Regions from separate parts of the Mus musculus genome. Here region 2 is linked to region 1. Evidence: chromatin contacts called from public Hi-C data. All regions are on one chromosome and are shown on one strand. The core of a region is the stretch at or near the end of the contact, and the rest is flanking DNA. Distances in the headings are between cores, read along the strand shown.

Region 1 (4,174 bases), core at 1,247-3,746:
TTTCTGTCTTTGTGGCTATTGTGAATGTCATCTTTTCCCATCATACATTCCGGGTGATTAATGTAAGTACACAGCAAAGCCATTGATTTTTTTGAATATTTCTTTCAAGTCAGCATTTACTGAATTCCTGATTAATTGTAATAGTTCCTGCTTGTTCTTTCAAATTTCCTAGGTAAATAATCACATAATGTGATTGCCCCCTTTACTTTCTTTTGATCTTATCATATACATACATACATACATACATACATATATATGGTAATAGAATATATGTTACATACATATATATGATAATAGAATATATGTATATATTTCTTTCTGCATTAGTCAAGGCAAGCTTTCTGAGACATGAGGAGCAGTACTGAGCAACCAGTTTTCCCAGGGGAAGCAGCCCTGATAAGGGGCTCTGGGCAATTTCTGTGGTGTAAATTCTCCCATCACAGCAGGCCTTCAGTTGCTGATGGGATGTCACTAGATGTGGAATTTATAAAGAGACACGTGGCCTCAATGTGAGGTGGTCTTCAGGGAAGAACACAAAAACAAAATAACAAAAAGAAAAGTTGGAAAACACATGTGTGCACGCGCACACACACACACACACACACACACACACACACACACAGAGGACCAGTTGCAATGAGCATTACCTCTTCCACAGTAGCTCTAAGAGCGCCTGTGACACACTCCACTCTACTTGTTCAATGGGGAAGGGTGGAATAGTGGCCATTACAAAAGGATGGCAAGATCACCTGGTGCAGCTGCATTCCTCTGAGTCCTGCCTCCCTGACACTCTTCTCTCGGGCAATACAGTCAGATTTGAACTGGATTCCCAGAGTTCCGGTGTTGTTCATCTGTTCCCCAGCTGGTGGCGCTATTGATAGGTGGATGAACCCTTTAGGAGGTGGAGTCTATTTGGAGGAAGTAGGTCATTAAGGGTGAGTCTTTGAAGATGATATTGTGACCTTGCAACCCACCCTCCACCCCCCACCCCCCATCCCCTCAGCGCTTGCTGGCCCCCATGAAGTGAGCAGCCTCCTCTATCATAGAGACTTGGCACGATATCCTGCTCCACCTCAGACTAAAGCAATGGACGCCAGCCAGCCACGGGCTGAACTGTGTCCAAATTAAACTTTGCATCTTTTCAATTGTTTTCCTTGGGGTATGTGTCCAGGAGGTGAAGAGGTCACAAACACTCGGACAGCTTCTGTGCTCCTCAACCCCTCCCTCTCTTTTCCCGGGACTGCTGAAGTCACAGCTCCTCCAATTGGGCTTCATCCTGCCTCCTTTTGGAGGGTAAGAGGTAGTAGAACTTTCTCCTGGCCCACCCAACCATACCAAGTCCAAACTGGAGCCCCTGTCCTGTCCTGGTGGCTCTCATCAACACGCTCTTTGCCTACAGATCGAGCAAATAGCGGTTCATGAGGTTCAGGTATCCGTTTCTCCCTACTGTACCCCAGGGCCAGAATTCCCAGGGGAATGGCCTCCCTGATGGCCCTGTTCTCTCAGTAAATACCTTTGCCCACTGCTTAGAAGATCTAGTGTCTTCTACCCCTTCATCAACTGTGCCTTTCATGGTCACCAACAGTGTTGCTCAGACACGTGACCCTGTTCTTCTGAGTCCCAGAAGCGTTGACTCCACCCTCCTCTTGAGACACTCCAGTGTAGTGACTTTCCTTCACCATCTCTGCGACTCCATTTCTGCCTTCCGTCTCCACCCTCTCAGCGTCCTTCAAGATGCCCCTCCCCTACTTTCCCAGTGACCCACCCCTCTTCCTGGCCAGCTAACCACGCATGGCACGTGTTCAGCTCACCGTCGTACTCTCTCCTTTAACCATGTTAGCTAACCTTAAGTATGTCCGAAGCTCCTTTTTCTAATCTGTGAAGTAGGGTAACTGCTAGCTGCATGCTAACACTAACCTGGGGGTACATGCCCCCTGGGTAGGGCACAAAGGGGGCACCCGATGAACCTGACCCCTGGTGGTAGGTTTTATTATCATCCTTCTTGGTCATCTGGAGGGAGAAGGCTACACGAAGGAGGTAAAGCCATCACACGCCACACAGTCTGTGGGACCTGTTGAAGCCCTCCCCACAATGTGGAAGGGGAGATTTCTGAGCTCAGACAGGGACTGTGGGGAGGAGTCAGGGATTCGGGGGGAGGAGTCTACTCTCCAGCAATGCGCAAACTCTGTGCTCTTCTTGTTCCTCTGTCACCAGGGCCTATATTAAGATCATCAAATGTCAGCACAGACGCTTTAACTGCTAATGTGAGTGTGAAAGACAGGTGGATTGCAGGTGTGCTGGTGGGAAGAGAGAAGTCAGGAGGTAGAAAAAGCAAGGAGGGGGCAGAGGGTGAAGGTAGAGAAGCCGGCTTCAGTTCCGTGGGAGCCACAAGATGTGTGTTGCGCGGCAGACAACAGACCTGTAGAGACAGGATCAGTCTGTGGGCTGCTGGCTCCAGGGGCAGCCTGGATAGGCTGGGCTGTGGGTACAGCTCTGGCTCTATGAGACTGCAGGGAGTCTGGGCTTCACACCCCTGCAGCGACTCTCACTTAATGAGTGAAAGGCAGTAGGGTAAAGAGCCCCCCTCTGGAAAACAGACTGTCTGCAAAGGCGGCTGTCAAAGCGAGGCCCCGTTGCTAAGGGAACCGCCTGGGAAGTCAAGAGATGAAGTCACCCCACCTCTCCAGCAAGCTTGAGGTTCAGAAGGGGCCTGGCATTCCAATCCATGTCTGCACTGGTGCCTCTCTGGCCAGGCTTCCGAACCTAGGCGGGGCTGAGATCTTGCCTTCCATGACTGCCCACGCCTGGCTAGTCATTAGTCCAATGGTTGACCAAAGAAACTTGGCTAAGCACTAAGAGGCACAGAGGCTCAGGAGAGCCTGCAGGAGGTCAGTCTGGTACCAAAGGGGCCACAGCACCCCAGGGACTCAGGACTTTAATTAAATCCAGAGGGAAGCAGCTCTAAGCTGACGTGAGGATGGAACCCTTAGGATAGGCAAGAAAACTACTGTCTTAGATGCTTTACTACCATGACCAAGCCAACTTGGGGAGGAAAGGGTTTACTTAGGGTCTGCCTCCACATCATACATCACTGATGGGAGTCAAGACAGGAACTCAAACAGGGCTGGAACCTGGAGACAGGAGCTAATTGCAGAGACCATGGGCAGACGATGCTTACTGGCTTGCTTAGCCCGTTTTCTTCTAGAACCCAGGATCACCAGCCCAGGAATGGCACCACCCACAATGAGCTGGGCCTTCCCCACCGCACCCCATCCCCCATCAATCACTAATTAAGAAGGGTTTATTTAGCTTATGCTCCACATTACTGACTACAGGTTTGCCTACATCCTAACCTCATGGAGGCATTTTCTCAATTGAGGCTCCTTCCTTTCCAATGTCTCTAGCTTGTGCCAAAGTAACGAACCAGCTGGTTTAATAAAACTAGCCAGAACAAGCACTAAAGTTTGAACACAGCCAGCCTCAGTGGGGGAGCCTTGAAACTTACAGAGGTGGCTTCTCTCCAGAGAGTCTGACATCTGCGGGGAGCAATCCAGGACAGCGTGGTCTTTCATCCCTACACTCATGGCTATGCTCATGGTCCACCAAGTCTGAGGACCCCTGGGCATGGCCCTGTCTAGACATCCCAAAGACCTACTTACTCGTTTTGTTACTATATGAATATTTTTATAAAGGAAAGCAGAAGACTTGCTTAGTCTCCGGTGGAGGCCATGTTGGCATTATACCCCCAATCAGGTCTTGGGAAGATCTATTGAAAAGAAGGAGCCTTGGCATTGGGGCCAAGCAGAACAGACAGCAAAGGCAAATCCTTGCTGCCATGCCCTCCCCAGGTAACCTGGGGGCAGTTCCTCACAGTCCTTATGCCTGAGGGTCAGTGTGAACATAGGGAGTAGATGTGGGGGCGTCTAGAGACGGTGCACACACAGCTGTGCATGACAACAAGACTCAGTAGTGATGATATCATGATCTTGAATTCCCGCCTCTCAGAGGATGACCCAGTCCTTTCCTGACACAGGTGCCAGCTTTCAACTCCCTTGGCATGTACCCCTTGCCCTTTGAGTGAGTCACAAACAACTTCCTCTCAAGACATGCTGAGTGGCTGGCACAGAGATGGCCAACCTGCCCTTCCTCCAGGAAGCTTCCAGTCTTAAGACTG
Region 2 (4,081 bases), core at 1,298-3,797, 550 kb after region 1:
TCTTCATATCTGTTTCTGTACTCGGTTTGTTGCACTACATTGTTTGGGTTGTAGTGTAGGAAGACAATTTGTCCTAACACAGATACTTTGTTGAAACAGAGGAGAGAGTTGCTGTACCCTTTCAGATAATTGTTGGTATTAATTTTCATTTATTTCAAAATTCAAGTGGTAAGTTTCCTAAAGGTTAATTGCAATGTGGGAACAGAGCTCTTTATTATACTGTGCACTTGTAAGAGAATGAGTGTAAAGGCAAAAGATGTTTTACTGTTACTATGAAAACAGCACAGGACCGTAGGACCCTGAAGGGAGCTTGGAGGTAGATGTACCCACCCCTGGCCCAGGCTTTACAGGAGACTGAAGTTGCTTTAACTTGCACTAGACTAGGCCTTTCAGACTCAGTCTGAGAGCCACTGAGCCAAAAGGGTGAACTTGAAAGTCCTGTGTAACTTGCTCTGTGGATACAGAAGCCTGCCAGTAGCAAACATCTGAGTCTATCTGAGCTTTGACTTAATGACTAGTGCCTACTTGTTTGGGGGGAAACAAAGCCATGTGCCTCTAAATGTTTCCCTTGGTGCCTATGGATCTCTGATTTTGAATTCACTGTTCTAGTCCACATTCTCTTGTCCTGGGGTCACAGGGGTGGGCATGTGGGGCAGTATAGGAACTGCTTTTAGTGCTACCAGACACAAGGCAAATGAAACACAGCAAAGGAACACAGGGACTCGAGAACCAGATGGTCCCGTCCCAGTCATTGTAAACCCAGATGTTAATCTACATCTAACTTTATACCTTGCGGTCAGTCTTGCAGCACCCACGCTTTCTTCTTTACTGCAGGAGCTAGAATTGCCTTAGACTCGGCTCCATTAACTCCTCTGCTTCCCTTTGTGTTTGGCCTTACTTCCCCTGAGACCAAGTCCATGGTCCTCCTGGTTTTACTCCAGAGACTTAGGCTGCTTCCTCTAAGATTCTCTGTTGTCCCCAGGCCCTTCTGAGTTGCACTCTCTCAGAGCCTTCTTGTTAGTCCATTTGTGCTCTGGTGCTCCAATCAACACTAAGCCCCACCCGCAAAATGTGATCTATCACATTCAGCCTTGAGTTCCTGCAACCAGAGCGTTTTGACACAATACATTATGGTAATGCACAGCACATAGAGACATTACCACTCACGACTTTGACAGAGTACACTGTGAAGTCTTTGAAGGCACCATTACAATTTATCTTGTCATTCATGAGAAGATCCAGTTCAGCTTTAATGTAGATGAACACCGTGTGGCTTTTGTCTTATTTAATTGCTTGTGACCTTTTTAATTACTAATTTAACAAAATACCAAAAGGTTATATCTCGATTAAATTAATGGTTTGGGGAGGGGGCTTGTGTGTTTGTTTTTAAGACATTCTGGTTCTCCTCTTCACTTTGGGAAGATAAAACGTCATCTTGAACAGAAATAGGGTTGAAATGTGAAGTCGATAGTACAGTAATGATTTTTCATGTGCAAATGGCACAGTACCAAGTGTCTTGCATGTACGTTTGGGTTCCCCCTTCTCTGGGGTACAGACCAACCCGTTGCATTTCTCTGCTCCCCAAACATACTGCTGATTCAGTGCTTTTGCCCCATGAGATGGGGAACCATGTATTGAGCTCGCCTGCCTCTCTTGCTGCTTTGTGTTCTGTAGCTGGTCAGGACTGCCCGAGGGTCAAGAGCCTCTTCTGCCAGTGCCGTCTCACATCCTGCACTCCTGCCAGGAGGGCGAGACATGTGCACACATAAATAAGCCCTGCACTCCGTGGCTCTCTTAGCCCACTTGAAAACTGGTAGTGAACTTCGGAGCTGCTATCTAGTTCAGCAGGTGACCTGCTTGGAGGGGATGCAGGATTGAGCAGCCAGCAGTGGAGGGCATGCCTTGATGCTCTGCCTTCCCCTTCTTAAGATTCAGCAGGGCAAGGCATCAGGAACCGAAACCCTCTGTGCGCTGTAGATTTACCCTGGCAGAGAGCAGAAGGTCAGTGTGCGAAGCATTAGTGTTGAACCAGCTCCAGCTGTGAAAGTCTTGGACAAAATTAATAGAAGGAAATTGACAAGCTTTGTAGGTTATTCTATAGCTTTAGACCTTGACTGAAATCCTATCGCCTCATCTGCCCATTATTAACATTTCAGCAATATATAAAATTTTCATTAATCTCCCACAGTAAAGTTAGCCATGAAAACTGGCACTTGTTTGAGCTTTTAGGACACATTAGCTGGTGTATTAAACAGAATGTGTCATTCTTCAGCGGCTTCTGCAAGAAGCTAAATCAATTTCTAGCCGTATTTATGCACCACTTTATCTAAAAGCATCTGAATTATCATTTACAGCTAAGATGCTTTATTAGCAGCTGGCATTGAAATTGCTCAGAAAAAAAAATATGTCACGTTATAGTAATTGGTTTTAATCCAACATAAAATGTAAAAATCCTAAGTGTGGGGTTTTGTTGTTTTGTTTTATTTTATTTTAGTAATTGGCATTTTAGCACAATGAGTTATTACTTTTTCCAAGTCCCATACCTGCAGTGTTTAGGAAATACCAATTAGTTAATGTTCCAGAAGGTTGGAACTCAGAGCTCAACTCTAAGTCAGCTCTGTCTAACGAGTTGTTCCCAGCAAGGATGGCAAAGGTAGACTTTGGTATTTAAGAAATCAGGACTGCTTCCTTTAGAATTCTGTATATAAAAAGTTCTAAGATAGAAATAAATGCATTTGGCAGTGATGCTTCTGTTAAAATGTAGTTTGGAGAAAGTGACTGTGTTAAACGTTCTCCCAGCCCCTGTTCTGATGTCATCTTACCCAGGACACAGTGATGACCATGATCTGTCCTTTATCACCAGTGCTTCAAAGAATGATACCAGTCAACAGATGGCTCTTGCAGAGATGGCGTGTCACTCAGTTTGTCCTGCAATAGGATGCTGGTTAAGTCACGGCCTCTCTGAGCACAGCACCTGGTGCTCACACTGCTCTTACACTGGGCTCCTTCTTTCGCTGCACAGTAGCTAGGACTGACTACAGGGGTGACCACAGCCATCACTGACTACCCTCCTGTGTGTGGCTTACAGTCTAGAGGGAGAGACAGATAATGGCTTGCTGGTCACTGTTCTATTAGAAGATATGGATGCAGTGTCAGGAGCAGTACTAGATTTGGGGGCTTGGAGTCAGGGAAAATCTCCCTTTCTGGAGCCTCATTTGAGCCAGGCTTTTGAGAAGGGATAGGGAGGAGAGTGGTAGGGAGTGAGACAGGAAACAGGGTGCTCTGGGCACGTGCAATATGCTCTAAGAGGGGGCTTTGTCCAAGGTGCTGTATCTCATCCTTCCCAATGGAACAGCCTATCACAGGTGCTGTATCGTCTGTTATGAATAGCCATAGTGCTTAGGAGCAGAATCTACAGTTCCTAGTAACTGAGTTCAGTGCAAAAGAAAAGGAAACTGACTTCTTTAAAAGGTCAGCCTACAGAAAAGCATGAAGCTGTCAGGCTGTGGAACAGCAGTTTACACTGTGATGCCCAAAGTTCGTACTTTCTGTCCCACCAGCTCCATCTGAAGGAACTCCTCAATTTCCCTGTGGTTTGCCTGTAACAAAGTGTGTGTGGCCTGGGATATAGCTTACCTTCTCGTCAATTTAAGATGGGAAATTCCAGAACCCTCCATGTTGTTATGCGGCTTAACATGAGTAAAGTACTTAACATCATGGCTGACCTGGGCAGCAGACTAGCCATTATTTATTTGACCAGTTAGTGTGAACATACCAATCGTGTATGCTGTTCTTGGGAGAAAGCATAAAGGTGAATAAGAAACTTTTGTGAAACTTTCACGTTACAACAGAGCAACCACTAGACAGGCCTAGAACAAGACTGAGTATCATCCCCTATGGCTACTGTTTGTTAATCATTTATGCATTAGATTCTTTACATGAATTTTTATGTCTGTGAATATCAAGGGTGAGTTCACAAGGTAGATCACACCTCAAATTAAAGATCACAGAGCAAATTAAAGACAGAGGTGGGAGTTGAACTAGGTCTGCCCAGCTGTAGGTCCAGTATATACCAGCTACT

What was found. A called contact is a pair of places that touch in the nucleus more often than the background predicts.
Region 2: a Hi-C map of the N1E-115 cell line shows a contact between it and region 1, with 6 times the contacts expected there. The contact joins two enhancer-like sites. A contact is called at or near these places in 2 of 484 Hi-C or Micro-C datasets (the N1E-115 cell line and bone marrow-derived macrophages), 1 of 115 datasets of contacts at active chromatin or transcription factors (embryonic basal ganglia) and 1 of 9 other capture datasets (embryonic stem cells).

What each region holds. Positions count from the first base shown.
Region 1 is chr2:34,025,050-34,029,223 of GRCm38.p6, forward strand. C230014O12Rik (RIKEN cDNA C230014O12 gene) reads right to left here. Exons shown (of 4, transcript NR_130173.1): 3 at 750-908. Among named protein-coding and RNA genes, the nearest start is that of Gm39793, 65 kb to the left of the region's middle. Within about 2 kb of position 2,497, at least 40 of the 459 cell types and tissues checked have an H3K27ac peak or open chromatin away from gene starts, as enhancers often do. A contact at or near this core is called in the N1E-115 cell line, where this site is marked.
Region 2 is chr2:34,575,919-34,579,999 of GRCm38.p6, forward strand. The region is part of intron 8 of Mapkap1 (mitogen-activated protein kinase associated protein 1); the gene reads left to right. Among named protein-coding and RNA genes, the nearest start is that of Gm34178, 2.7 kb to the left of the region's middle. Within about 2 kb of position 2,548, at least 1 of the 459 cell types and tissues checked has an H3K27ac peak or open chromatin away from gene starts, as enhancers often do. A contact at or near this core is called in the N1E-115 cell line, where this site is marked.